3 separate regions of the Gossypium hirsutum genome follow, and all the other regions are linked to region 2. The links are chromatin contacts, called in public Hi-C maps. All regions are on one chromosome and are shown on one strand. The core of a region is the stretch at or near the end of the contact, and the rest is flanking DNA. Distances in the headings are between cores, read along the strand shown.

The links. Hi-C and Micro-C count contacts between places; a contact is called where the count stands out from the background.
Region 1: a Hi-C map of leaf shows a contact between it and region 2, with 3 times the contacts expected there. The contact joins the promoter of LOC107896748 here to the promoter of LOC107896750 in region 2. A contact is called at or near these places in 17 of 34 Hi-C or Micro-C datasets (anther, callus, hypocotyl and 3 more).
Region 3: a contact with region 2 is called in a Hi-C map of leaf, with 1.8 times the contacts expected there. The contact joins the promoter of LOC107896757 here to the promoter of LOC107896750 in region 2. A contact is called at or near these places in 3 of 34 Hi-C or Micro-C datasets (hypocotyl and leaf).

The regions. Positions count from the first base shown.
Region 1 is chrA10:86,863,450-86,866,225 of Gossypium_hirsutum_v2.1, reverse strand. It overlaps LOC107896748 (expansin-A4-like), which reads left to right and starts at 1,276. Exons shown (of 3, transcript NM_001326844.1): 1 at 1,276-1,471; 2 at 1,557-1,869; 3 at 1,944-2,558. The coding sequence starts at 1,312. The coding sequence ends at 2,247.
Region 2 is chrA10:86,415,623-86,418,745 of Gossypium_hirsutum_v2.1, reverse strand. It overlaps LOC107896750, which reads right to left and starts at 1,258. Exons shown (of 9, transcript XM_016822014.2): 1 at 980-1,258; 2 at 829-891; 3 at 695-750; 4 at 167-260; 5 at 1-48. The coding sequence starts at 1,090.
Region 3 is chrA10:86,034,465-86,037,359 of Gossypium_hirsutum_v2.1, reverse strand. LOC107896757 reads left to right here and starts at 1,252. Exons shown (of 1, transcript XM_016822023.2): 1 at 1,252-2,179. The coding sequence starts at 1,450. The coding sequence ends at 1,971.

The sequences.
Region 1 (2,776 bases), core at 27-2,526, 450 kb before region 2:
AATTAGAAAGTTATAATTTTTTTTTCAAAAAAACTATAATACCTCTCTAGTTTTAGCTAATTAAATTATTATTATTTTATTATTTTATTGTTATTAAAAGTGTAACTTGCACTCAACTATTAGTAAGTTTACGTTTTGATCACTTAATTTCAGAAAGTTAAAAAATGGTCTTTGAACTATTCGAAAATTTTCATTTAAGTTACTGGAATATTTAAAAGTTTTTATTTAAGTCACCGGGCTATTAAGTTTTTTTTTAAAAATTCGATTAGCAAGTTCCAAGCTACGATTCGATAAGTGATACAATGGATTTATACTTATTGACAAATAGAATATACATTAGGTCCAAGTTGATATTACGGTCAGTGTTGAAAATCGAAAAAAAATATTTGGATTTTGATTCATAAATTTATGACTTCAAAGCTGGTTCATGAAAAAGAACTAAAGTGTAAGAGGGAAGGAAAAAAATATCTTTTGATTGGCACAAACAGTGCGAACAAAGAAGACCACACAATAACAATTTTAACAATATACTAATTTAAATGAAAAATTTTCAATAATTTAATAAGTTAACCGAGGAAAACTTACTAAGAGTTAGTTACCCCTGTTAAAATAACTTTCATGAAGTAATAGAAACTTTTAGTACGTATCATCTTATATAGAACAATTTCTATTTTCAGAAAGTCAAGAAAATTGTATTCTAGAAAATGGCGACTTCTTCACCTTCAGTCCTTCCCTGATCGGCGCTTGTGAAAAACGAAAAACCTGAGTCTGATTGGCTGACTGAAAATGAACCTACTCATCACCATTCACTATTACCAACTTCAAATGATAGGGGAATTAACTGGTAAAGTGTAACTCCACCGATGGTTGAGGTGGTTGGCTGGAGTTAAATGAGATTTTTTTAGTTTTGTTTCAAGTGGCTTCAATTGCAAGCAATTAGGAGACTGCGCTGGAATAACCCCTCGCTCAACCTTCCGCCATTGTTATGGTTTAATTAAACATTATGTTTCCATCCATCTATATTTATATCCATTAAAACAAGTCGTTGAGCAAATAATGGATACTGGATACCATCATATCTATGATTAAAATTTTGCATGTGCCCTTTTAATGTATAGCTTAAGCCTTAATTATCCTCCAAATTTGTACTCTTTCACCACTTAATTAGCTACGTACGGTACTTAGCGTTGCTTGTCATCTTCTGTACTACAAACTCTTTCTCATTTTGTATAAATAGCTATACACTTTTTCTCTCCTCAAATCAATAAGGTTAGGTCAGCCAATTGTTTGAGCTAGCTAGCTCTTACTCAAATGGCAACCAAAACGATGATGTTGCAAATATTTCCACTTTTCTTCTTTTTGTTCAGTGTCTGCAACTCCATTTTCCTTGGTGCTAATGGAGATGACAATGGTGGTTGGCAAACTGCCCATGCCACCTTCTACGGTGGTGCTGATGCTACCGGCACAATGGGTGAGTTTCAAACTTTCAAACCATTACGGCATTACCTACATAAAAATCTCTAGGCTATGTTCTTAATTTGTGATGTTCTCTATAGGGGGAGCTTGTGGTTATGGAAACCTGTACAGTCAAGGGTATGGAACGAGCACAGCAGCTTTGAGCACTGCACTTTTCAACAATGGCTTGAGCTGCGGTGCCTGCTACGAGCTCCGGTGCAACAATGATCCTCAATGGTGCATTAGTCGAACCATAACCGTGACAGCCACCAACTTTTGTCCACCTAACTATGCTTTATCTAGTGACAATGGCGGGTGGTGCAATCCCCCACGAGAACACTTTGATTTGGCCGAACCGGCATTCTTGCGGATAGCAGAATATCGAGCTGGAATCGTCCCTGTTATGTTCAGAAGGTGGTGAATAAAACTCAATTCAAATCATCACTCTTTAAGGTATGTTAAACTGTTGGGTGTTTGACCTTTTGCAGGGTGTCATGTGTGAAGAAAGGAGGCATCAGGTACACCATGAATGGACATTCGTACTTCAACATGGTGTTGATAACGAACGTGGGAGGGGCAGGGGATATAACGTCAGTGTCCATCAAGGGTTCCAGAACAGGATGGCTACCTATGTCCAGAAATTGGGGCCAAAACTGGCAGAGCAATGCTTACCTTAACGGACAAAGCCTCTCTTTTAAAGTGACTGCCAGCGATGGCAGGACTATCACAGCCTACAATGTAGTGCCTGCTGGTTGGCAATTCGGACAAACTTTTGAAGGAGGCCAGTTTTAAGACAATATTATAGTGTCTGTCTAATATAAAACTGGAATTGACATATTACTTATATAAGGCACATGAGCGTTTTATGCCGAGGTAGCAAAATGGCGCCCGCTGGCTTTATGTGTGAAATAGGCGAGCAAGTGCCATTAGCCTATAATCTATACATTTCTTATAGTGAACCAAACTATTAAGTTTGAACTCTAGAGGATATATCCATAATGTCTGAAATTTGTTTGTTGATGATTGACCATGATATTTATGGTTTTCATTATTGAAATACCTTTTTTTATAATTTATAAATAATGGGTCATTTATTTTTGCAAGTATTTTCGACATATTTTATGATTTATCAACTAATGTCATTAATCAAAATTATGATGCAATATTGAATCAGGAGTGTATAAATGAATTATTGAGACATCATATAAGATATAAAAGATGTATCATCTTTTTTAAGTTGAGCACTCATATAGTAAGATTAAGCCCCTAATATAAGTTACTATTTCAGTGGTGCATATGTTGAATGGTAGCTTTGTTGAGG
Region 2 (3,123 bases), core at 9-2,508:
ATCTACAATTTTAGCAGTGACACCGTGCAAATCACCACCTGAGTACCTCTGAACGACAAAGAAACCACAAGAACTCAGTCAAATCAAGCAAAATAACTAGACATGTATCAGTCAAGAAGTTACGATTTCCAAAAGGAAAGGGGTAAAAGCTACAAAAATATCTTACCAAATGCATGTCAATCATTGGAACTTCAGAACTTTTACGATTTATAAGAAAAAGCCAAGGAACAAGAAACTTCTCCTTCCCAACTTGGAATGATCTAGACGTGAGTCAAACATTGTAAAACATGGATTACTATAATAATTTCTAAAAATATTGAACTTATGAACTATAAAAACATTTTATACAGAAGCAAAAGATAGTTGCTAAGAAAAACTATTGGCCTTAGTTTATGAGAAAAAATTAGGAGTGGAAAGCAAAGGATAAGAATATACCAGAAAATGAGCCCAGAAGTTAAAGCTCAGGTCTGAATCTCAGACTCATTATTCGGAGTATGAAAAACGCTTACTCGAAAAAAAGCTGAATGAAAATACATTTTTGGACTCAAAAACATTTCATTCATGAATCTGAGTAATTAAATTCGATAGTTTCAGTTTTCTCTTCGTTTAGCTATGAAACCCTAGCATTTGCAACTAATGCCAAAAAAAAAAAGAGGTTGTATTAAGAAAATCATAAATTTGAATAAAGTCTTACATTTTATATGGATCAGCTCCCGTGTAACCAGTCGGCTTTGCTATAGGAATTAACACCTGCAAATTAATTTATATATAAATGAAAATTTCAAAAAAGAAACAGAAATGGGGAAGATTGAAAAAGAAGAAAAATACCTCCCGATTAACGGCAAAAATTGGGCAATGTTTCCCGATCACGTCATGCCAAACAGTTCTAGACTAAAATTAATCAAATTCAGAGATCTTAACTTCAAAATTAGATTAAAAAATTTTTAAAAAAAAGAAAGGAAAAGAAAAGACAACTGACGGAATGGTATTGACCCATCTTGCTCATCGGAACTATGTCCCCTGGCCTGTAAGCAACGGAAATAAAAGGAAGACAAAGTAACAGGAAAACTAAAAGACACAGCGACGCCATTATTCTGCAATGTTCTCGTCAGCCGCGTTTCTTCTCACCGCCGAGAGAATTCCGAATTACTCAACACTTGTTTCTTTTTTTATTCATTTCTAACTTTTGCTTCGATGGAGTCCACCCAGGCCAGGGGCCTGAGCCTGTTACGGAATACGGGCCAGCAGTTATACTTTCCTCGATTCGGTCCAAAAATAATGTTCATACATAATAAAACATGTGTTATTTTTTTTAAAAATAAAATGATTTAGAAAGTGAAAAACTGACCAAAAATTTATAATTAAAAAAAGTAACAAATGTCGTCAATATTTCATGCCTTTAGCTTTTTATATGAATATTTTTTTTTTAACATTACATGAAAGTTTGTTTTATAAGCAATATAAAATCACCTTTCAAAAACATACACACTCAATTCACCTTTCAAAACTACTTTCTATATTTGCATATCCATCATCCTACGTTTTTCTAAATATTTACAAAATAGTTATTAACATAACATCATAATGTTAAAGGTGTAATTTTCTGACGAAATTAATTGTTAGCTTATATGTATCCAAGGAAAAATTTTATATTATTTAATTTATAAAGAAAGTTTTTACAATATTATTTTAATGAATTATCTAAAAAGAAAAACCAAAATTTCAATATATATATATATATAAGTTTTAAATCATTACTAGATTTTATGATATATTCATGATATGCCTAAAAATTTATGTATCAAATATATTTATTAAAATTTTATATAAAATTAATTGATATTTCGGTTACAATAGTAAAGTAAATATTCATTAAGTATGTTGTATTGAGTTCAAATCTCATTAGGATAATTTTTTATTTATTTGTCATATATAAAAATAAAAACACTCTTGTAAAAATGTATCTTAATTTATATATAAAAGAGTAATTTAATAATTTCACAACTAAATTAATATGATATTAACTTAATAAAAAACTTAATATAAGTAAGTATGATATAAATACATAAAATCCAATGTGGGCAAAAAAAGGTATCTTATGTAAACAATTCATTTAAGACAATAGAAAAGTTTTAGATGAAATTATAAGATGTTTACGAAATTTTTGTAATAAATTTATTATATATAAGTTAAATAACAATATATTGTAATAGGAAATCCTACTTGACTCATCCTTGCAACTTCTATTACTTTTTTCTTATGAATAAATCATTATAAAATGCGTAAACTATCAAAATAGTTATGTTTATTTGTTTCAAGTTATATTTTAGTCATTTATATTTGAAATGTTACGTTTTAATCATTTACATTAACGTGCTATAACATTTTAGTCATTGAGTTGTTAATTGTCATTAACAGTGTAACGGTAAGTTGACGTGGCACATTAAATCATTATTTCAAACAAAAATTTTAGATTAAATTATACAATTGATTCATATTTTTTTAGTTTTGAGTAATTTAACTTTTTTTTTCTTTTATGTTCTTTTAACTTTTTTTTTCATTCTTTTCTGCTTCTCCCTCTATTTTTTCGCATTGCAAATGCTTGAGCAACAGCAACTATATTTCTAATATATTTCTTCTCTTGAAGCTATTTTTCCATATAATTCTTCAATTGGATGCATGCATGCAGAATCTTACTTCACTATCAGTGGGGAACATTGAAGATGATATCCATTTTTATATACATGCTCAATGCCTATGATATGCATGGAAGACTGAATAATTTAGAGTCCCAACATCATGCTGTGAAGAACTTTGCTGGCACAAAGACCTGCAGTCCTCAATATCTTCTCCAACTTGGCCTGAATGCCTCGCAAGGTCCGAGGTTCAATGCTGAAGTAGCAACCTTTGCCCTCAGTGAGTGCCACTCAGGCTTTCTTTCTTCCCCCTTTCCAAACTACCAGGATGTGGCTCTCATTGTCCGAAGACTGATTGTAATAGCTAGTATTCACAAGGATAACACAGATGACGGTGCAGTGCTCAGTATGTACAAGCAAGCATACCGAATAATGGTCGGGTTGAAGGAAGGGGAATATCCAACCGAAGAGGGCAAATGGCTCGCAG
Region 3 (2,895 bases), core at 3-2,502, 380 kb after region 2:
ACATCAAATATTAACCATTAATATATTGAGTGAAGATATTTTTATAATATTAATTTTAAAGAAAAGGCATTCTCACCTTATTTCCTGTTGGTAAGATTGTTATATATTAATTTTGACCAAAAAATCGACATTCATGGTGACAACTGATGATGGTGGGAGCGGCAGCAGTAGTGCCAAATGGTGATTGATGGTCGAGCTTCACGTAAACGCCCTGACCGATACTGAACCAGCTTCTTAAATAGCGAAGGCCCCACGACCGAAACAAGTCATTGGCTAGAATGTTAATCAATGCGAAGCTAAAAGCATAACGTCTAAATATTTTGAGTTGCAACTCAATTTGCAACTACTTTCAATACAACTTACCAACAGCACAACACTAACTTAAACTACTTTCAAGAAAAACAAAACCTAGGTGGTTCCATTTTCATAACCAAATTATGAAAAATCTTCAAAACAATGTTGTACCTATGTTTTTTTTAAATTATTGTACCATTTTTATATTCCCCATATATGTTTACGCGGCTGAAAAGTTGTTTAAAAAATTGAACATATTTGTATTTGACTTTGAGTTCAAATATCATATACTTAGGCAAATGTCATCTTAATTATAATAGTGGATTTGACTGTAAAAGCAATATAAAATATTATCTTCAATGTATGTTTTAAAATTTAATGTTGATTCATTAGAACAGTATAAATCAAGACTCTAAAGTCCTATTAATAGAAAAATGAAATCATTACGAAACACAAAATAAATTTTGTAGTTGAGTACAAAAGTTTCTCCCTCCCCTTACACGGATAAGAGTAGATAAACATGAATTAATTGGAACTCTCATGTGAGAAAAAAATATTAAAGGTCTCAAGAAGAAAAAGATTTTATTTAACTGTTGTATATTACTAGCATTAATAGAAAATGAAATAATCTTGAGTCTCGAATAATTGATCATATTGTCAAAGTCGTTAAAGTGAAAATAAATCTTATAAGAAAGAGCTTTGATAATTTTGAGATCACATATTTAAATCTCACCGTATGCGTAAATTTAATCTAAAGTTATTAACGTGAATTGAATTCAATCAATTTATTAAATTAATTAATTAATATTTATAATAATTGACTGTAATAGTAAAATTGAACAAAACCTTAAACAAGTGTGAGTGTGAGTGTGAGTGTGAGTAAAAGCTTTGGTGATGTATACCGCAATATTGCCTTTTTTCTTTTTCTTTTGGATAAGTCATGTAAAGTAATATTCTGATATATCTTTACTTATGATTTCAGTTCACTTCTGCTGGTCCTGCTTCTCTAGTATTATAAACCCCAAAAGTAGAGAGATCTTCAAGCCTAAAGCCTTCCTCTCTGGCTCTGGGATTCTTTTCCTTCATATAATCTCCTAAACCAATTGATCACTGAAACCCCAAAAACAGCACCACCACCACAAGTTTCATCCCAAGATGTTTACCACAAGTCCTGATCATCTTCCCCATAATAAGAGTCTCGAAATTAAGCAAGATGACAAGTTCTTTTCCAGGCTTTTATCTAAGGAAAACTCTGTCGCCAATCCTTCTTTCAGGGTCTACTATGGCGGACTCCCCGGTGCTGTCCCTTTCATGTGGGAGTCTCAGCCTGGGACACCCAAATACACATTCTCTGATACATCCATTCCTCCTCTCACTCCTCCTCCATCATACTACTCCAACTCCAACTCCAACTCCAAACCCATCAAGAATAAGCACTCAAGATCTGGTCTTTTCCAGGCATTGTTCCCAAAGATTATCAGTTTGAAGAAAACCAGCAGTCTAGTGCCTACATCACCTCCTCCTTCTTCTTCTTCACCAATGTTTCTTGCAATAAGACCCGGAAAATACCAGAAGAGGAGTCGATTTTTGACCCCAGATGATGAAGTTGATACTGCAGCCATTGGATCACCAACTTCCACTCTGTGTTTCGATATTGGTAGGGGGAAGTATCGGTAAGCTTCGTGGATGATACGGCTGCTGAACATATATCGTCAGCTGTTTAGCATGGATCTGAGTAAACATACAGATTTGATGGATGAGAATCTCTCTCACGTTTGTGTTCATTTACTTTGTAATTGCAACCATCTAGGAATGTATTTTAGTTGGTCTATGGTTAGTTAAAGCTGTGAAAACACCCAAAACTGCAGAATTTGTGGTACTAAATCATTACTATTGCCGGAAAAAATTAGTTGTAATTTTCTAATAATGTCTAATAATGAGTATAAAATTTTGCATTTAAAGAGTAACAAAGCCCAATGAACTTATTAATCATATGTTTTTATATGAGAGAGGTACATTTACCTTCCTTCATAGTCTCCGTTATTATGTTACAAACATGGGGTTTAATGGATCCACCCCCACATATATGCTTAACTCTTACATTCTATGCAACATTCAACAATACATGCGCATCATTTTTCCAACTTTAAAAAAAGAAGAAAACACGTAACTGTTGAGAGGAATTTAAGTCTCTGATTGATTCGGAGAGTTTATTGAGAGTGCTTAAAGCTCATTAAGGAAAAATTTTAAAATTTGGTTTTAGTGAGATTCAAATCCATGCAAGGATCTTAGTAGATAACAACGCTACAACTCGGTTCACTTCAGAAACTGAAATATCTAGTTAATCCTAAACTAAATAAGGAGGGGAAAATGTTATATAACAGCCCCTGAAACTCGAAAGAATTCATAGACAAATTTCAGCTACAAATTTTAATATTTCTTAATTTTCTTAAATATTTTTAGGATTTAAGATTATTGTTTAGAATTTAACCATATTTAAGGTTTAGGTTTTATTTTTATTTCTTTGTTTCTTAATTTTTTTTTGGTTTTTATGATTTTTTAATAATTAAGTTCAATGTTTAGAATTTTATAAAAATATTT